3 separate regions of the Sus scrofa genome follow, and all the other regions are linked to region 2. The links are chromatin contacts, called in public HiChIP or PLAC-seq and promoter capture Hi-C maps. All regions are on one chromosome and are shown on one strand. Each heading gives the region's core, a stretch centred on a gene start, on an enhancer-like site or on the middle of the called end of the contact. The rest is flanking DNA. Distances are from core to core; before and after follow the strand shown.

The links. Promoter capture Hi-C pulls out the DNA fragments that hold promoters and counts their contacts. HiChIP or PLAC-seq counts read pairs in DNA pulled down with a chosen protein or histone mark.
Region 1: an H3K27ac HiChIP or PLAC-seq map of alveolar macrophages shows a contact between it and region 2. The contact joins the promoter of HSPA4 here to the promoter of SLC22A5 in region 2. A contact is called at or near these places in 1 of 5 promoter capture datasets (fetal liver), 1 of 47 Hi-C or Micro-C datasets (mesenteric adipose tissue) and 2 of 2 datasets of contacts at active chromatin or transcription factors (alveolar macrophages and skeletal muscle).
Region 3: a promoter capture Hi-C map of liver shows a contact between it and region 2, with 2.5 times the contacts expected there. The contact joins the promoter of LEAP2 here to the promoter of SLC22A5 in region 2. A contact is called at or near these places in 1 of 5 promoter capture datasets (liver), 1 of 47 Hi-C or Micro-C datasets (liver) and 1 of 2 datasets of contacts at active chromatin or transcription factors (alveolar macrophages).

What each region holds. Positions count from the first base shown.
Region 1 is chr2:135,344,390-135,347,089 of Sscrofa11.1, forward strand. It overlaps HSPA4 (heat shock 70 kDa protein 4), which reads left to right and starts at 1,335. Exons shown (of 19, transcript XM_005661654.3): 1 at 1,335-1,794. The coding sequence starts at 1,688.
Region 2 is chr2:134,659,446-134,662,145 of Sscrofa11.1, forward strand. It overlaps SLC22A5 (solute carrier family 22 member 5), which reads left to right and starts at 1,351. Exons shown (of 14, transcript XM_021085423.1): 1 at 1,351-1,904. The coding sequence starts at 1,512. LOC102157444 (a long non-coding RNA gene) reads right to left here and starts at 1,214. Exons shown (of 4, transcript XR_001307200.2): 1 at 898-1,214.
Region 3 is chr2:135,193,031-135,195,730 of Sscrofa11.1, forward strand. It overlaps LEAP2 (liver enriched antimicrobial peptide 2), which reads left to right and starts at 1,421. Exons shown (of 3, transcript NM_213788.1): 1 at 1,421-1,502; 2 at 1,705-1,844; 3 at 2,156-2,438. The coding sequence starts at 1,446. The coding sequence ends at 2,192.

The DNA.
Region 1 (2,700 bases), core at 85-2,584, 680 kb after region 2:
ATAGCAGTGACAATGCAGGATCCTCAACCTACTGAACCACCAGGGAACTCCTCCATTTCTTTCTTAGAACAAGTAATTGATTTTTCATTGACACAGCAAACGCAGAGGTTTGGGAAAATTTACTTTTGTCTTTGTTTATCCACTTTATTAAGTGGTCCAATATAATTGATTGAGCTCTGAGATGGAGGTCTTCAATTCAGCCTACCTAGTAGCAGTACTTCCTGCAGTTCTTTTCAACCCAGACTAGCTAGCTATTACTTTTTTTCTAACTTGAAAGCAGCCTTTTATTTTTCCTAGTGTCCAGCATTCTGTGTTGTAACAGTTGCCACCCTGTACGGGGATCCCATTTACTTGTTTAGCTACTCCTGTTACTGGTTGGATTCAGGTTTTGTGGGGTTGAAGCTTACACAATGTTGGGGGCCCTTAAAAAATCATAAAATAGATACTTAGAACAAGAAATCATATCAAATTACTGGAGACACAGAGATTCAGATTCCTGGTATTCTAAGACTTCTTCAAGCGATTTATTAGAAATGCTCATTACGTAGAGTTGCTTCCTGATTGCCAGCTGGCTTCCTCTCTATACCAGGAACACATCATAACTCTCCGCAACTCCCTGCTTACCCAGGTGCCCCTGCAGGGGAGAGTGCCTGCTTCATGTAATCCTGGCGCTACCGATATGTCTGAACGTACCTATGAATGCGTGTTTCTTGCATCCAGTTCAAGACAGGTGCTTAAAATGGGTTGGGGATTGAAAGGCTAAAGTGCAGTAGGTCCTTTAGGTGCAACTGCATCTAAGGACAGGACCGGTTTAGAAAACGGTGCAAGACTGAGGGAAAAAAAATCAAGGCAGTGGGATTGAGAGTCACTTCCTCCCCTCCTTCGCAAAGGGCGCTGTCTCTGATTTTAACAGAACCTGAACTAAACCTCTGTTCAGGGCCCGGGCCCAACAGCAATCTTTTCTTCTACACACCAGACCCCACCAAGGCGAGATGACCAGGCTCTCCCAACTTTGAGGATTAGTGCGCGGTCCCATTTTACCGGGCTCAATACAAGATGGGGCGCGGGAGGTGCCACAACCGGAACTTTCTCTGAAATAAAGAAAAACGGCGGAAGTAGGCCAACAGCGCTTGCTCAGTATTTTGCCTCAAACCGGCGCTCCTATTTCCTTCTGGAAGAGGAGCTGCTTCTCGGTTCCGCGCCGCCGCGAGGAGCGCGGCTGCCGGTTCTGTGCGCAGGCTCAATTGGCCAGCCCCGCCTCTCTACCATCTTTTCTGCGGCTTAGTCCCTTCCCAGGTTTTTGGGTCCGGACGTGACGTAAACATGTACGCAACCGGGGGGCGGGGCTTCAGAAGGAAAAGCAGCTGTGCCGGGGTCTCGCGAGAACATCTCGTCGCAGTTCTCGCGCTGCAGCTTTACTCTCGTCGCAACGAGATCTTTCGAGATCTTCTCCGCCCCCGCTACCGGCGCACCTTCTGCGGCCGCTGAGCCGGAGCCGGTCTGAGCAGTGCCCTCCGCCGCGGCTCTCCTTCTAAGAACCGAGGGGCTCGTGTGGTCACCCTCACTTCCCCAACTAGCCCGGGTTCCCCGGCCCACACGGCCGTCTTTCCGCGCGCCAGCCCCGCCGGGGTCCGTGTCCTGTCTTGCCGGCCGGACCGGGGCTCGAGCCCGAGCTGTAGCCGGCGCCATGTCGGTGGTGGGCATAGACCTTGGGTTCCAGAGCTGCTACGTCGCCGTAGCCCGCGCCGGTGGCATCGAAACGATCGCTAATGAGTACAGCGACCGCTGCACGCCGTGAGTGTGGGCCAGGCCAGTCGCGTGCACTGGGGGGTGGGGAGGTAGCACTTGTTCTGGTCTGTGCCACTCGCGGTTTGGGGAACGTGGGCCGGGCAGTAATCTCCGTTCCGAGCCGAGGCCGTGGTGGGTAGGGCACCTCCATTGGGTTTTAGGTCACTGGTGGCCGCGACCACCACCGTGTGGGTCTGCAGCAGGGGCGAGGCCTTTTTTCTGTGGCCCGCCGGCTGGCGGAAGGCTGTGAATGGATACTTGGACCTGCGGATGTATTGAGTAGAAGTTGGGGGGAAGGCAGGCCTGGGATGTGGGGTGGACCGAGCTCCTCTTTTAGAGAGTACATAATAGGCGCAGGGAGTACTGACGTTTCTTCAGCCCAGCGCAGAGTTCGGAGTTTTGCACACAGCAGGCGCTTAATAAAAGTTAGTTGAGTTGAACGAGTTCTGGCGGTCGCCGGCCCTAAGAGCGCCCAGAGTCCCACGTGAGTGGGGGTGGGGTGGCGCCCGGAAGAGAGGGAGCCGGAGCACCGGAGATCTTGAGGTTGGGTTGGCACGGAAAGATAGCAGAAATGGATTTAATAAAATTTGATGGCTTTTGGATATCTTTGCATTCACTTTGATTTTTTACGTCGTTTCAGTAAATTGAACCACGTTGGGTCATTTTCTGTTATCATTCTGTATGCATCCACCCTTAACAGCGTTCCATTCTCAGGGTAATGCATTCCATCCGGGGTGTTGGCCGCAATTGTTAATGAATGACTCAGGGGCTCACTTCGACTTTTAGAACCTATAGTAAGTTATGGGACCAGTATAGACACAGCGCTAAAAAAATCATGACTCACCCAGGCCTTTCCTTGGTTAGAGTTAAGAGTCTACTTTTTGAATTCCTAGAGATATGTTTCAATCTATT
Region 2 (2,700 bases), core at 101-2,600:
CTTCCCATTCTCTATTTTCAAAGTGAAAATATTAGTTTACCTAACAGATTACACTTAAAAGTGTACATTTAGAAGACTATTATTATAAAAAGGAGCCACTCTTACTATAAAAAGGAAAATCCTTCAATGTTAAATTTAGCAACCCTAATTCTTAAAGGCCTTGGAACAGTGTTGTCCAATAAGAGAGCTCACAAGCTACATGTGGCCACTAAGCTCTTAAAGTATGGCTAATCTGAATTGAAATGTGCTATAAAATACACAGTGGATTCTTAAGATTTAGTATGAAAATTCTCTAAATATAAGATCGATGGTTTATTAACGTAAGAATATAAAACATTTCAGTAATTTCTAGATTACATGACGAAATAATAATGTTATGAACATATAAATTAACATATTAAAATTAATTTCATTCATTTCTTTTGACTTTATTATGTAGGGCTGCCCTACACAATACATTTGAACTTCGTATGTTCCCTGCATATATTTTATCACTATAAAATAATCCGTTGTTTATCAGAAATTCAAATTTTCACTAGTTGTCTTATACTTTGGTTTACTAAACGCGGCACCTTTACTAATATGACCACTAAAACACTTTATATTCTATGGGACAGTGAAGTTTGAGAATCACCTAGTTGCTTTTTTTCCCCCCATAACCCTTCAACTCTTAACTCTGTGCAGAAATAACTAATCTAAGGGAAACACTTAATCCTAGGCTGGGATCGTCAATAATCCTGAAGTTAAAATTTTACATTGGTTTGAACAGGTTAAAGGACAACAAAAGGGCTTGTTCGCGACCAAAATGGAAAGGGCATTTGGGTTAGTCATTGCTTCCAGTCTCTCCATGCGAGTAATTAACGGTTCCGGTTTCAACATAACCCTTCTCACTCTTACCAAGATGAGCGGTGTCAAAGGCAGTAAACTAGCAGTGCGACCGTGGGCTAGTCCCAGTCCGCCTTCAGACCTCCGTTAAGAGGGGTAGGGGGCGGGCGGAATTTGTACTACTCCAGCCTTCCGCCGCCTGGCCCACTCTGGCTCTTGCCCGGCTCCGGGCTGGGCCAACGAGCTGGGTCTCAGACGCCTCCCAGGCCCCAGGTCTTGCTGCCTCCCTCAGCGGAGCCAAAGCTCCTTCGGCTGTAACTCCGGGCCTACTAGGGTCTGCCCTGACCCGTCCACGCCGGGACCGCGGCTCGGCCCGAGACTGTGCGCGCGGCGGGCGGCCCGGGCCCGCCCACCGTCGTCACGTGTGGCCCCGCCCCGCCGTTGGGCTCGGCGGGATTGGCAGCTTAGGCCCAGAGCCCGCCCCAGCCTCGCTGTCTATGTAAGGCCGGTCTCTCCCGTGAGGCCGCGGTGGCGGCGGGAGCTCAAGAGCCTGCTCAGTCTGCGAGCGGTCCCTCAGGAAGGCTTCCCTGTGGGGACCCGACGCGCACGCGCACACCTAGCCCCGCCCCTGCGCGCCGCCGCGTCTTCTGACCCAGGGCCGCGCGCCACGGGCAGCGGAGGGCGGCATGCGGGACTACGACGAGATGACCGCCTTCCTGGGCGAGTGGGGGCCCTTCCAGCGCCTCATCTTCTTCTTGCTCAGCGCCAGCATCATCCCCAACGGCTTCAACGGCCTGTCTGCCGTTTTCCTCACTGCGACCCCGGAGCACCGCTGCCGAGTGCCAGACACCGCGAACCTGAGCAGCGCTTGGCGCAACCACAGTCTCCCGCTGCGGCTGCAGGACGGCCGCGAGGTGCCTCACAGCTGCCGTCGCTACCGGCTCGAGACGATTGTCAACTTCTCGGCTCTAGGGCTGGAGCCTGGGCGCGACGTGGACCTAGAGCAGGTGGAACAAGAGGGCTGCCTGAATGGGTGGGAGTTCAGCCAGGACATCTACTTGTCCACCATCGTGACTGAGGTGGGTACCAGCCCCGTGCGGGAGCCTGGGACCGGGGAGTAGAGAGGACCTTCGCAGTCTTTAAGGTCGCACACTCCACCCGCCAAGGTGTGCGCTGTCACTCCCTCTCCACAGACTTACTACACACTGGTGATGGGCATCCTCCAGCCAGGTGACTCGGGAGCACTTTGCACGGTCACTTCCAGCCAGATCTTGGCCGTCGCAGCACGGATGTCCGTGCTGGCCACCCATCGTGTTGGCTACCTTGACGAGGAAGCCAAGAAGGCCCTGGCGACTCCTGGTAGATACTCCAAGGTTTTAAGTAGTTAAAGACTTACTCTAGATGGGTGTGGGAATGCTGAAGACCAGAGCTAGAGCTTGGGCCAAGGAGCTGACACCGTTTTTTCCTCCAGCCTCTTAGCATCTGCTCAGAAAGAGAGGAAATACCCACCCCTTTACTTTCTTGAACTTGTAAAGTTAAAGGAAGCATGTCTATAAAACTGTCTCTTGCTCCTTTCTCCAGTTACTCCTTCCCCACCCACCTTCACCCCAAAATGACTGGTCCTTACCCAGGGAACTGTTTACCTTTTGTTCATAGTTAATCATTAGTTTTTTAGAATTCCTGCATCTAAAGATCCATTCAGGGGGACACCTTGACCTGGAATGTTTTGGATATTTTAAGGAAAAGTCATTGGGCTGATTAAGTTAAAGCATAACAACTTTAGTTCATAGAAGCAGAGGGAAAACCTTTCTCATTCCCCAGCTCCTTGGATTTTCCTTTTGGGTGACCTTGTTTATCCCCTGGTGACCTTGCAGT
Region 3 (2,700 bases), core at 171-2,670, 530 kb after region 2:
TACCGCACATCCAACCTGTGAAGATGAGAAGGGTTTTAGGAAGAGCTATCAGCAAATCGTTCAGGGAGGAGCAGGCAGAAAAACTTGTTGCATTTGTCTTCTTGGCTTTTCCTTCCAGGTCATAGGAAGATCTAAAGTCCTATAAACCTCCTTACTCAGAATTCAGACCTTTCCCAACAAATTTGTTAAAATGCCTGTGTCATTTAATGACTGCCCATAACCATTCAAGGTTTTGGGACACCTTCTTGGGCTAGAAACCTGCAGGGGTTCCTACTTATGGTGACAGATGTTTCAGGCTTTGGGGAGATCTCAACCCTGTGCCTGCTTCCTGAGGCTGCTGGAGGAAGGTGCTCTGTTAAAAGGCTTAACTGTTGGCAGCAAAGCTAGTAATTCAAGGTTTGCAACATCTGTCACCACCACTAAGTTTTTCCACTGAGTTAGGAGCCCCTGCTATCTTTTCATTCACTTTTTTTTTTTTTTTTTTGGTCTTTTTGTCTTTTCTAGGGCCACACCCGCAGCATACGGAGGTTCCCAGGCTAGGGGTCTAATCGGAGCTGTAGCCTCCGGCCTACGCCACAGCCACACAGGATCTGAGCTGCATCTGTGACCTACGCCACAGCTCACAGCAACGCTGGATCCTTAACCCACTGAGGAAGGCCAGGGATCGAACCCGCAACCTCAGGGTTCCCAGTCGGGTTTGTTAACCACTGAGCCATGACGGGAACTCCTCTTCATTCACATTTTTAAAAAGCAAAGTCAACCTATACTCCTTCATTCAATTCACCCATGACTGAGCCACCACCAGTCCGTCCTGACTGCCCTTCCCCTGGGAGATGGAAGGTTGGCCAGACTTTGAACTTTCTGCAGCTGGTTTTCCATTCTCGTAGGGAGATGTGGAGCAGATAATTAGAGTGACAGTCCATCTATACAAATGGGGATCTGGGGCACTGTAGCTCATGCTTGCAGAAGCACCCTCCCACAGAAGGGAGATAAGGAAGGGCCCTATCCAATTGCCTGTAACAAAATAGATCAGCGCTTCTTTTCTACACAAGGAAAGGGGTCAACACGCTTTCTGAAGACCTCATTAGAATTCTATTTTGACTGGCGTGAACTCACTGAGCTATTTTGGAATCAAATCATGGCTGGGTGCCCAGCTCTCCCTCAGTGGCTTCACGTGGCTTTTCAAAGGGGAGGAGGTAGTGGAGGGAAGGGTCCAAACCAGCAACATGATCACTCAAAGTCCACGAGGGATCAGTAAATGCGACGTGCCTGAAGGGCAGGCCTTGGGCACATTCCTCTCTGGTAGACATTAACTTATTAAATCGACCCTGACTGCAAATATAAACTTTGCCCCCATCTCACCTGGCAACCATCAGAGGCGGGTTTGTCTATAAAAGGAAGTGGGAACTGTCTCTTCAGGCTCCAGCATCCCCCCCTCGATCAAGATGTGGCACCTTAAACTCTTTGCAGTACTCGTCATCTGCCTGTTGCTGGCAGTCCAGGTAAGGAAAGAAGGCTACACACATGGGTGTGGGTGGATGGTGGCGGTGGTGGAACTGTAAGCAGAACCTGAGAGCCAGACTCGGTCCTGAGGAAGAGTCCCTCTGCTCTGAGTCTACAGCATCCAGGGGGTGATCGTTCTTACAAGGTGTACAGCAGTGTCATCTCCAACATACCTGAGGTCAATCTGTCTTTGCCATTCAGGTCCACGGCTCCCCGATACCGGAACTGAGTTCCGCCAAGAAAAGGCCGAGGAGAATGACTCCATTTTGGAGAGCGGTTTCCCTCAGGCCCATTGGAGCCTCTTGCAGAGATGATTCGGAGTGCCTCACGAGGCTGTGCAGGTACTCCCCAAACCTGGGGCCTGGGAAGGGGGCAAGGGGCCTGGGAAGCTGGGCAAAAGAGAGAGCAGTGCACGCACAGACCTAAGAAGCAAACTGGGTTGGAGGACCGCCTGGGCTGAGCCTGGGAGCTCCACGGAGAAGACAAGAGTTAAGGGCCAGGAAGGGCTCCACACAGATACCACGAGAGAGTGCTGCCTTTTTCTCTGCTCCACGCTGAGATTGGGTATCAGCCAGAGGAAGGAAATGCAGCAGAGGTGGCTCTGGGCACTGCGAGACTTTTGTCTCCAATATCACTTTTTCTTTTCCCTTAGAAAAAGACGCTGTTCCCTAAGTGTGGCCCAGGAATGATGTAAATACCAGGGGGAGAGGACAGCACTTACCTGCGACAATGCTCCGTTCTATGGAATATTGGTTAACTGCATTTGACTGGAGACACTTAAGTGAAGCAACCTTGTGTTTTTAAAGACAGATGTATGCTTTAAATCGGTCTCCATTTCTTCTTAGAATGTTCATATGTAGATAAGCCTAACAACTTGTCAACTTAAGAGTTTATTTTTCTATGTGTACTATTATTTAAACTGTGGCAGCCTGGAATTCACACTTTTGAGGAAAAGGATTCATTTTGTGGAAGACAGGAAAACACCGCACTGCCTAATAACAATGTGCTAACTTCTTAATCTGGAACGTGCAGTGAGAGCATTTTTTTCAAGAAATAACCAACAGCAGGCTCCAGGCAAAAGTTTAGTAATAGCTAATGATCAGCCTTGCCAAGTTCATAAACTGGACGCTACTCCTTCACTCCATGTAAAGAACTCTCCAGGGAGGTACCAAAGATGGGGAATGCTTGCAACTCGCT